Linked DNA regions of Sus scrofa: region 2 is linked to region 1. A link is a contact called in public Hi-C data. All regions are on one chromosome and are shown on one strand. The core of a region is the stretch at or near the end of the contact, and the rest is flanking DNA. Distances in the headings are between cores, read along the strand shown. Region 1 holds the start of B3GALNT2 (UDP-GalNAc:beta-1,3-N-acetylgalactosaminyltransferase 2). Region 2 holds the start of ARID4B (AT-rich interactive domain-containing protein 4B).

What was found. Hi-C and Micro-C count contacts between places; a contact is called where the count stands out from the background.
Region 2: a contact with region 1 is called in a Hi-C map of liver, with 3 times the contacts expected there. The contact joins the promoter of ARID4B here to the promoter of B3GALNT2 in region 1. A contact is called at or near these places in 1 of 5 promoter capture datasets (liver) and 4 of 47 Hi-C or Micro-C datasets (heart right ventricle, liver and skeletal muscle).

The regions. Positions count from the first base shown.
Region 1 is chr14:55,745,531-55,750,664 of Sscrofa11.1, reverse strand. It overlaps B3GALNT2 (UDP-GalNAc:beta-1,3-N-acetylgalactosaminyltransferase 2), which reads right to left and starts at 1,256. Exons shown (of 12, transcript XM_021074398.1): 1 at 915-1,256. The coding sequence starts at 1,026.
Region 2 is chr14:55,922,858-55,928,180 of Sscrofa11.1, reverse strand. It overlaps ARID4B (AT-rich interactive domain-containing protein 4B), which reads right to left and starts at 3,848. Exons shown (of 25, transcript XR_002338970.1): 1 at 3,398-3,848; 2 at 2,517-2,571. GGPS1 (geranylgeranyl pyrophosphate synthase) reads left to right here and starts at 4,144. Exons shown (of 4, transcript XM_003483472.4): 1 at 4,144-4,401.

The sequences.
Region 1 (5,134 bases), core at 7-2,506:
AGGGGAGAAGTGGTAAGAACAAATTCCCAAGGTAGTTAAAAAACAAAACGACTATTTCCCCATCTTTAAAACAGCCGTCTAGGCTTTATTATACCTCCTAGGGCAAGCCCTTAAAAAGACAGAAAAGGGCAACCTTCAATGTTCAGAGCGGTGGAATTAGTTAAAAGAAAATCCACTGGGCTGTGGGGCAGAGCATTCTATTTATCAGGCTGGGAAGTGAATATGAACAAAGAGTTCTTTCCCATGAGAAACTAACTTTTGGAGCAAATGGATACAATCGTAGAGGAACTTGCTATTTTCGTGTATAATTCATTAGAAGGCTTTGCAAACCAAACTCTCAGGAATAACTCCATCCGCAGCCATGCCCTATTTCATGGCTAGATTTGTTTAACCGACTTACAACCACAGTTTTCAAAGAATACAAAGCAGAGTACGTTCTTAAAGCAAAGTTGTTCCTTAAAAGCAAACCCCAGCCACCTCTTTAAAAAGGCACAAAAACGTGATCCACGGACCCTAAGACCTCAAAGTCCTGATCCAATAAGACCAACAGCTGCGGGAGGAGCAGAGCCACCTGGGAGCCCGGCCCCGGGCGTTAACAGCTGCCCCTCGGGTTGAAGGACACATGGGGCTCAGCTCCCCGGGCAGGCGGGAAAGGCCTGGGGACAGCCGAAGGACTTGCAGTCGTCCGCACCGGTTTTGTGGTCATCAAGAAAAGCCGGGAGGTGAGAAACGGCGGAGACACGAAGAGAGAAAAGCGCCCTCCAGTTTGCCCGATGTTAACGCCGGGGAGATGAAAAGGGCCATTTGTTTCATCTGGGGACCGCCGGGTCGGCCCGTCCCCCAACCCAGACTCTCGGCCAGGCTCCGTGGAAGAAGCCGGCCGCTCGCCCGCCCGCCCGGCCCCAGGACCTCACCTGCGGGGCCGGCCCCCGAGGCGCGGGCGGGCGGCGGGGAGCGCAGCCGCAGCCAGAGGTGCAGCGCGGCCCCGAGCACACACGGGCACAGCAGCACCAGCCAGTTTCGCATTGGCCGCCCCCGCCGGCTCCACCTCGCGCCCCCACCGCGCGCCGGGCTCTCCCGCGTCCCGGCGGACAGGGAGGGGCCCTGAAAGTAAGGAGGCCGGGGGCAGTGGCCGACTCCCGCGCGACTACTCCGGGAACGCCCGCCCTCGTGCCCGCCGCCGTCTAGGTCTCTCTCGGCTTAGGCTCCTCCGACCGCTGGCGGCTGCGCCTCCGCCGGCCAGAGCCCCGCCCCCTTTCCTGGGCCTTCCCCGGCCCCGCCCACCTTTTCTCTCACTCGCCCCGCCCTCTTCTAGCTTGTCCCCTCCCACTTCCCCTAGCCGGCCGGGAGCTGAAGTCCCGCTCTGAGCTTAAGGAGGAAGTGCCCCCGTGATCCGATGGCTGGGAAACCACATTTCCCACAACCCCACGCACTCGCTTCCGTCACTCGGCGATCGCGTAAGCAAAGCGCGAGGCCTCACACAGAGCATGCGCAGCCCTGCTCCATGTTTACTGCCCCCCGGTGGCGGAGGAGAGGTAGTGCCGGACAACCCAGCGCTCAGGGGCCGCCCCAACCCCGGGAGAGAAATAATAGCTGGGGTGAAGGGCGCCGGTTGCCTAAGATTTAAAGGAGATCTTGAGACAAGACAGTTTTAAATCACGCAGAGCTTCCTTAGGCCGAATGCTAGCCTCGTGTAAGAGATGGGATCTTGCTGGCATCTACTGGGCGCGGAGATCGGGGCGGGGCAGCCCAAATGCCCGTGTCTTCAGCGGTGAATCATCAAGTATTAGTTCTGGTGCTTCGGTACCCGGCTCTAAGAACTCAGGATGAGTAAGACCAAGCCCAAGGGATCAAGCTGTGCAGTACGACAGCGATGGCCGAATGGAAGGTACATTACACGTGCTCAGATTTCAAACTGGCGCTGGAAAGTTGCGAGAAGAACCGGGTGCACTCACACCTGCTATTGGACGTGAGCCGCTAGAAAATGCGGGCTCCGAGGCACCTGTGGGAAGGACCTGCTGCGACCCTCCGGGATACAGTCCTGCCCTGGGCCCCGAGGGCGTCACCCGTTCCGGCCTGCCTGCGGCCAAACGCAAAAGTGTCCTAGTTGAGGAGCCTGAAGATCAGGGTACCGATGTTCAGAAGATGGTGCAGAGGATGAACATGAGGATGAACTATATTGTTGGAAAAACCCTTGGTTGAAAGCCCCAGGAAATCCACTTCAAACAGGCTTAAGGAAAAAAGGGTAATTTATTCAAGTCACTGAACAGTCCAGGAGATGTCTTAGGCACTGTCAGTACCATAGTCTCACTGAGGGGCAATTTAATTTCCTCTATTAAAATTATTTTTGGAGTTCCCTTCAGTGCCTCAGGGAAAGGAATCTGACTAGTATCCATGAGGACGCAGGTTGGATCCTTAGCCTTACTCAGTGGGTTAAGGATCCTGCCTTGCCATGAGCTATGCTGTAGGTGCCAGACTCGGCTTGGAGCTGACGTTGCTGTGGCTATGGCCTAGGCTGGCAGCTACAGCTCCAATTCACCCCTAGGTGGGGAACCTCCATATGCTGCTGCTGCGGCCCTAATAAATAAATAAATAAAATTATTTTTTATTGTTTTGTAATATGGTCTGCACTGTAATTTTAAAATGTTTTAATTGCTGTACAAAAGCTATAAGCGTAAGGATTTTATACTATTTGTACTATTTAAATAAAATAATAAACAATTTAATATGGTGTCAGAAGTAAATTTTTCCCTTTAAAGGAATTTGTATGTTCATTAGTTATCTATTGCTACCCAACAAATTACTCCAAAACTCTTAAAACAACAAGAATCACTTATTGTGCCTCACAATTTCTGAGTCAGGAATTGGGGAGCTACATTCAGGTTCAGGATCTCCCATATAGTTGGAGGCAGATGTCCACTGGGGCTGTGGTCATCAGAAGGCAGGACTAGGCGTCCTCAGTGCCTCACTTCCCCGGCTGGCAAGTTGGGGTTCTCTTTCCGCCTCTCTGAGTTGGTCTCTAAGTGGGTCTCTCCAACAAGCTGCATTAGAGTCCCCACACCATGGTGGCTTGCTTCCCCAGGAACTGGAGACCCAAGAGACTGCTGAGCATAGTGCAAGACCTTTGAGGATGAATCCTTGGAAGACACGCTGTCACTTCAGAGGTGTTCTATTGGTCACACAGACCAGCCCTGATTGACTGTGGTAGGGGCCACACCAGGGCATGAGCCCAGGAGGCAAGGATGGTTGTGGGGTCAATTTGGAAGCTGGCTGCCAGAGTATATCATGCAAATCTGAGAAACACTACTATGTCTAAACAGCTTGGGGGAGTCTTTAGAGCTCCTACACATTCTCCATGGCCCCTGAATACCCTGAAGACAAGAAAAACAAGTTATCATTTTTGTGAGAAATGTGGGATTAGTAGGTTGTTATCATTGTGGCTCCTGGGCAAATGTCACCAAGATCTGTGTGCCCCTTTCTCAGAATATTGTTTACATATTGCAACAGGAAGGAGAATACCTAATGTCTACACATTTCTTGTGAGACATTCTTCTTTGTTTAGAAACTGCTCACCTGCTTTCTGTGTGTCAAAGAAACTCTCAAGAAATTAATAATTGGTTGTCATGAAGGATGTCCTTTGTTTGTTTTGTTTAGTTGGTTTTTATTGTTTTGCTTTATAAGGGCTGCACCTGCAGCATATGGAAATTCCCAGGCTAGGGGTTGAATCAGAGCTGCAGCTGCCAGCCTATACCACAGCCACAGCAACACCAGATCTGATCCGTGTCTGCGACCCACACCACAGCTCACAGCAACGCTGGATTCTTAACCCATTGAGTGAGGCCAGGGATTGAACCCACATCCTCATGGATACAAGTCAGGTTCGTAACCCGCTGAGACACAATGGAAATTCCCGGGATGTCCTGGGTTTTTTTATCCTCAAGAAAGGCAATAAAATCTCTCTTGACATCCTGAAATTTTCTTTTTGTGATTAGAGAATTATAATGAGTTAATCCCCAAGAGGAATAATCCATAATTTAGGCAGATCTATTAATTCAGATACTCATTGAGCACCTATTATGAGCTAGGTATTTTTGTAGGCTCTTGGGATAAACTGATGAACGAGATAAAGACCCCTGTGGTGTGGTGATGGGGGCAGGGACAGACTATAGACTCTATATATAATAAGTACATTTTATCAGCATGTGGAAGATGATAAGTGCTATAGAAAATGACAAAAAAATAGAGCAGGGTAGGAGAATTGGGAATGTGTGACTGAAATGTGCAGACTGCAGTATTTTTTTCTTTTAAATCCCACCTTTTATTTATTTAAAAAAATTTTTTTTCATTTTTGGCCACCCCTCAGCATATGGAGTTCCTGGGCCAGGGATCAGATCCAAGCCACAGTCATGACCTAAGCCGCAGCTGTGCCAAGCTGGGGAGTGAACCTGCGACCCAGTGCTCCCAAGATGCCACCGATCCCTTTTCACCACAGTGGGAACTCCAGATTGCAGTATTAAATAACAATATTTGAACAAGTGTTCAGAATTACAATGGGCACTAAAGTGAGGAATGAACAAAACTATCCTAAAATATTTACTAATCAAGATGCTCCTTCCAGGAGTTCCTTTTTCATGGCTCAGTGGTTAACAAACCTGACTAGTATCCATGAGGATTCGGGTTTGATTCTTGGCCTTGCTCAGTGGGTTAAGGATCCAGCATTGCCGTGAGCTGTGGTGTAGGTCGAAGATGCAGCTTGGATCTGGTGTAGCTGTGGCTCCAATTTAACCTCTAGCCTGGGAACTCCATATGCCACAGGTGTGGCCCTAAAAATAAAAAAAATTTTTAAAAAAGATGTTCCTTCCAGAGTTCTCGTTGAGGCTCAGCAGACTAAGAACTTGACATAGTGTCCGTGAAGATTCAGGTTCAATCCCTGCCCTCGCTCAGTGGGTTAAGGACCCAGCAACGCTGTGAGCTGTGGTGTAGGTCATAGACATGGCTTGGGTCACACACTGCTGTGGCTGTGGCACAGGTGGGCAGCTGCAGCTTTGATTCATCTCCTAGCCTGGGAGCTTCCATATGCTGCAAGTGCGGCCCTAAAAAAAATAAAAAGATTTTCCTTCCCATTATCAAGATG
Region 2 (5,323 bases), core at 2,599-5,098, 170 kb before region 1:
TTAGCATAATTAAGTCAGAATTTTTTGTAACTTTAATAATCTGTCATTTCCTGACACTGTGCTATCACTGATATTGAAAGATTTATCGAAAGTATGAAAAATAACCCAAGCATAACACCAACACCATGATCTATGTCAAAGCACAAAATTGCTTTTTATGTCACAGTCATATTCTTCAAAAACGCACTGGGTAAAAATACCACAAGATAGAGTATATGAGTTAGCAAAGGGGCTTTATTTATTTAAATAAATTCTTGAAGATAGTACTTCAGGAAAACTGCTTCTAAAACATACAGCACTTAAAATGATACATACATTTTCCTTCGGGGACTTTAAAGCAACAACCAAAAAAGTGTATTTCTACATACTTTTTCATTACCTCAATACACTGTCACTTAATAAAATTTAAATTTGTGGCTAATAAGACAAATAACACAAACTTAAAAGCTAGCTACCAAGTACAAATCTGTTTGGTAACATCCAATAATTGGCAAAAATCCCTCTATAGCTCAGTTGTCATTATAATATAGAAAGTGGGAACACACAAAAAAAGAAAACCTAAGCCTAATAAAATCAATATTACACTTTTTGAATTGCAATTTTATTAAAGCAAAATACCAATAATGGGCAGCCTCTCAACTTTTGCCACATAAAAATTAAGTTGAAAGAATAAGCTGTTTTTAGTACTTCTTTAGTACTTCTGATTTCCAAAGAGAGGACTTACTACAGGAAGTTCTTCTTGTATAAAGTTAGATTATTTTAATAATTCTTTCCTTTTAACATTACTGGTAACTTTCTTGAAAGAAAGTAATAATGGAAATGCTGAGCCCTTAAAATTAGTGCTAAAATGATATCAAATACTATGAAACTTTCAAGGCTGAAGTTTCCTGTGTACTTTCATTTTTGTAAACAGATAAGTTGGAAAAAAATAACAAAAGGAAGAAAGAAACAGAAAGAAAATCTAAAAGACCTTCAACTTACTACATTTCTTTTAACCAAATATTAACAGAGTACCCAAGATATGCCAGGCACTACACTGGGAATTGAGACAGATTACAATATTTACCCCCAACTAAACCCTTTATTATTCAGCCTCTGAACTTACTATATATTATTCAACCCAACACTCTTCTTAAGAAACTGTCATCCAACAAAGAAGATACGCAGTCTATCTTAATACATTTACTTGTCACCATTTCACATGTAACTAGCATTTGTGATTAACAAAAGAGATTCATTTCTGAAATGTGACTGATTATTTTTTCATTTACATGAAGGGGAAACAGTAATTCAGCAGATATAAACTGCTTCAGATAGGAGTTTATAGGACCCCAAACTCAAGAAAAAAAAAAAAAAAACTACCAAAAAAAAAAAAAAAAAACAACAAAAAAAAACCCCAAACCCTGGACTAAACCTAATTACTCTGTACAGCTGATAAATATTTAAGTAGCCACAGCTTTCACTTTCTACCACAAACACAAGTATTACGATCTTAATTTGGACACAGTATTATAAAAGCAGTCCTGATGCTGAAAAGAATAAATTTTTTAAAAAACAGTTCAAAGGAACTGTCAAAAGTAGATGACATTTACATTTTAACTTACTAGCTGTTGCATTTCTATCCTTGTGAACACACTCTACCCTTTTCAAGCACTTCTGAATTTGTAATGGATGAAAAATATCTGCCGGTCTCTACGTTCCACTAGTTGAACCTAGACATTTCGGCTATCTAAGGCTTTTCATCCTAGAATGTGGTAAAAAACACGACAGCATTCAATTACACATTCTCTAAATTGAAAAAACAACCTGTACTTTTATTACTGTAATTTCTCCCACCATTCAAGCAAATCGTACTTTTTAGACAATATCCACCATTTAATTAACATGTTTATATTGAAGAGGAACCTGGCCATCGGTTCTTTCACAATGCATCATACAGCATCTGATCACTTACAGACCAAATGCATCAGTAAAGGAAAATAAACCAGATAATCCTAAATCTCTGGAAACAGAAGAAACAAAAGCTCTCTCCGAGTTGTGTAAAGGTCACCAAAATTCTCATTAAAAACCTTTCGATTAAGATTATATTTGATTTCCCCAATCAAAAACGTCTCCTAAAAATTCATGGTACTGTTCACACAATAAATTAGACGTTCTTTCATCAGTGTAACCGATAGAACAGTTCAGTTTCTAGAGTCAGATTACTTGACCTGCTTTTAAAAAACACTTAAATGCATGCAGTTATTCCTACGATTCCCTGCCAAAGAGACGTTCTATATGCGAAAAATCATCCTCGGTGAGACAGCCTATATAACTAGCTCCAACTCCACAGCAAAGCCCACAGATATCCCCACCAGCTGACTCCCACCGTCTCCGGGGACAGCTTGGGGCCCCCAGCCGCCACACACACACACCTTCCTCGGCAGGACTCTGAGGCCCCACATACGACCTCGACCAAGCCCCCCACTTCCTGAATTCTCTAACCCCTGAGGTTCGTTTTCCGGAGGCAACCTTACCTTCATGATGACTCTGGGGCCGCGATCCCCTCGAAAACACCAGATTCACCTACACCTGGAGAAGAAACAAAAGACACCCAGTCAGCACCATGGGCACCCCCCTGCACTGGCGGAGGCGGAGGGAACCGAGCGAAGCCCGCACCCCGAAAAAGAGCCGAAAGAGGCGTCAGTCCCCGAACCGCGAATAGCCGAACCGGGGTTCCCGCTGGCTTTGCCATCCCGGCAAACCCGGCCACCTTTACAGTTCGACAGCTTCCCGTCCCCATTGTCGGGACCCGACGGAGTTTCCCGTCTCCGACAATGACGCCATTTCTGTCAGAGAAGAAACTCACAACAAGCCCGGGGTCCGGCGCGGGGCCGGCCGTCCTCCTCCCCTCCGGCCTCCGCGCCGGGCCCGGCCGGCCCCCCTCCGAAGGGCCGCACACCCCTCGTCCGAGCCGGAGCCAGCCGAGCCTCAAGGGGCTCGGCGGGGGCCGCGGAGGGCCCGGCGGGCCGCGGGCGGGACCGATCCTGTACAGCCTCAGCCCCCGTCCCGCTCCGAGGCGGACACCCCGACAAGTGGGAGCGGGATCCACGTCCGCCTGCCGCGGGCACGGCGAGAGCGCCGAGGGACCAAGAGGCGGCAGCCCCCCCCCCCACCCGGCCCGGGCCCCCCACCGCGGCTGGGAGACGTGAAAGCGCTGAGTGTGCGGCCGCCAGGCTGGGGAGCGACTCGACTCGGCAACTGCAGGGACGGGTGGGAGCTCTCAGGAGGCCGAGGCCCCGAATTCGGGCGCCTGGGGAGCCCACCACAGCGATCTTGTCTTCTCCTCGATTGGGCCCAGTGACTCCCCAAAAGACCCCCTTAATAGGACCGCCAAAGCCTCAGAAAACGTCCCTACCTTCCTCGGAGGCGAGCTCTGACCCTGGCACGTCCAGAGTCCCCTTCCCTGCTCCCCCCCAAAACCAGCAGGCCCGGGGGAGAGATGGGGGAAGAAGGGCGGCGGGTCCAGCGGTTGCTGAGGCTGAAGCTCCGGCTCCTCCTCCTCCCGCGGCGGCGACTGGTACCTTTGTTTGGCGGCCGCTCGGGCTCCCTCGCTGGGGGGAGGGGGGACGACGAAAAATCCCTCCCGGACTGGAGGTCCGGGCCCCCAGTTGCGCTGCCCTCCAGAGGACGGCGGCGACAGACCCTCTGCGGCTCCCTCCGGGCAAAGGTCCAGGCGGTGGCCGTGGCGGCGGCAAGCTTAAGCTCAAGAGTCTCCCTCCGCTCCGGCGCCCGAGCTCCTCACTCCGGACTCGACTGACGGGCAAACATCGCTTCCCCCCCCCACCCCAAGTCCCCCCCTTCCCTCCTTTCTCCCCTCCCCTAGACTTTCTTTCCCCTCCCCTACCTCTTTCCCGGATGGCCTCTTAGACGACCTCGGATTGGTTAGACTTCTTTAGAACCCCCCTATGCCCTGTTCCTATTGGTCCCTGGGATACAAACAACGACGCCATTTTCCCACCAGTTCTATGGAAACAGAAAGTTACGCCTCAAAGCTCCCCGGGAAATGTAGTTCAGCCTCTGGGCCAACGCGCTAGGCCTTGCCGGTGAGAACTGCAAGATCCGCAAAGCCCCGCGGCTACGTGAGACGGGAGGGGGGAGGGAAAGGGGGCGGAGCGACAAAGCAAAGGGGAGGTGGCAACGACGCCTGCGCAGTGTGACCGGGATGGCGCATTTTCTTGCACCGAGTAATGCGGCGTCGCTGGTGGCTGAGGAGGGCGGAGAGTTCTTTGGTGAAATAGAGGGAGGGATTCATGGAAGCCTCAGGAGGAGCCTTGTCCTGAACTATAAGGTGGGAAGTTGATACAGGATACTGCTACTCCTGGGCCCGCGGCGTGAAAGTTGTGATATCATCCTCGAACCGTGAGTGGCTGTGCCGGCGGCTGGGGGGGAACCCGGATGGGGAGGAGGGTTGGGGAGGAGGGTTGGGGAGTCTGGGAGGCGGAGCCGAGAGGAAAGAAAGAAAAGAGGGTGAGGACCCGGATGCTGAACCGGCTTGTGTATGAATTTTCCATCCTCTCGCTGGAGGAGGGGAGGAGCGGTAGCGGACCGAGCGGGGCGGAAGGGGGCCTCAGAGCCGAGAGAAAGCAGAGCCGACATTTGAAGCCCTTCTTCCAAGTCTCTGTTGAAAATCTGCCCCGGAGTTAATTAAATTCCCTCCCTGTATCTCTCCGGTAGTTTTTTTCAGACCCACCCACATCTCCCGGAGTTTGAGTGGAAGGGCTCACTCTGCGCTTCACAGCTACGTTTGTATTTGCGTGTTCCTTTAGCTCTTTAGAAACCAGACTCTTCCCTTTTAAAAAATTGCATGATATTTCCACTTGTGCATGCAAATGTGTGCCCTGACTTCATCCTCTAACGCGTTAGAAGGCACTTTCCGTTGTCCTTCACATATTTGAGCGCCTACCGTGTGGAAGAAACTTGTACGGCCCCTGCTTCGTAAACCAGAGCCCAGTGAGACAGGCAGATATTAAATTGAACACACACGAGTGTAAAATTGCGTCAGGTGCTGTAAGTGGTGCATAGAAGAGTTTCATGGTGATAGGAGAATTGGAAATTGGGAAATTGCCTTAGGGAGTTGAAAGCATTCCCGAGCATGTGAGGATCCAGCCGAGAGCGGAAGGGTTAGTAAGAGTTAATTAAGGAACATTCCAGATCGAAAGAATATCGTGTTGGAAAGGCTTGTGCCACAAGGGAGCTTTTTAAAGTATGAGAAACTGAGGCTGGGGTGTGGGCAGGGGATTGACTCTCCGAACTTGATAAGCTTTCATGGAGACTTTATTGA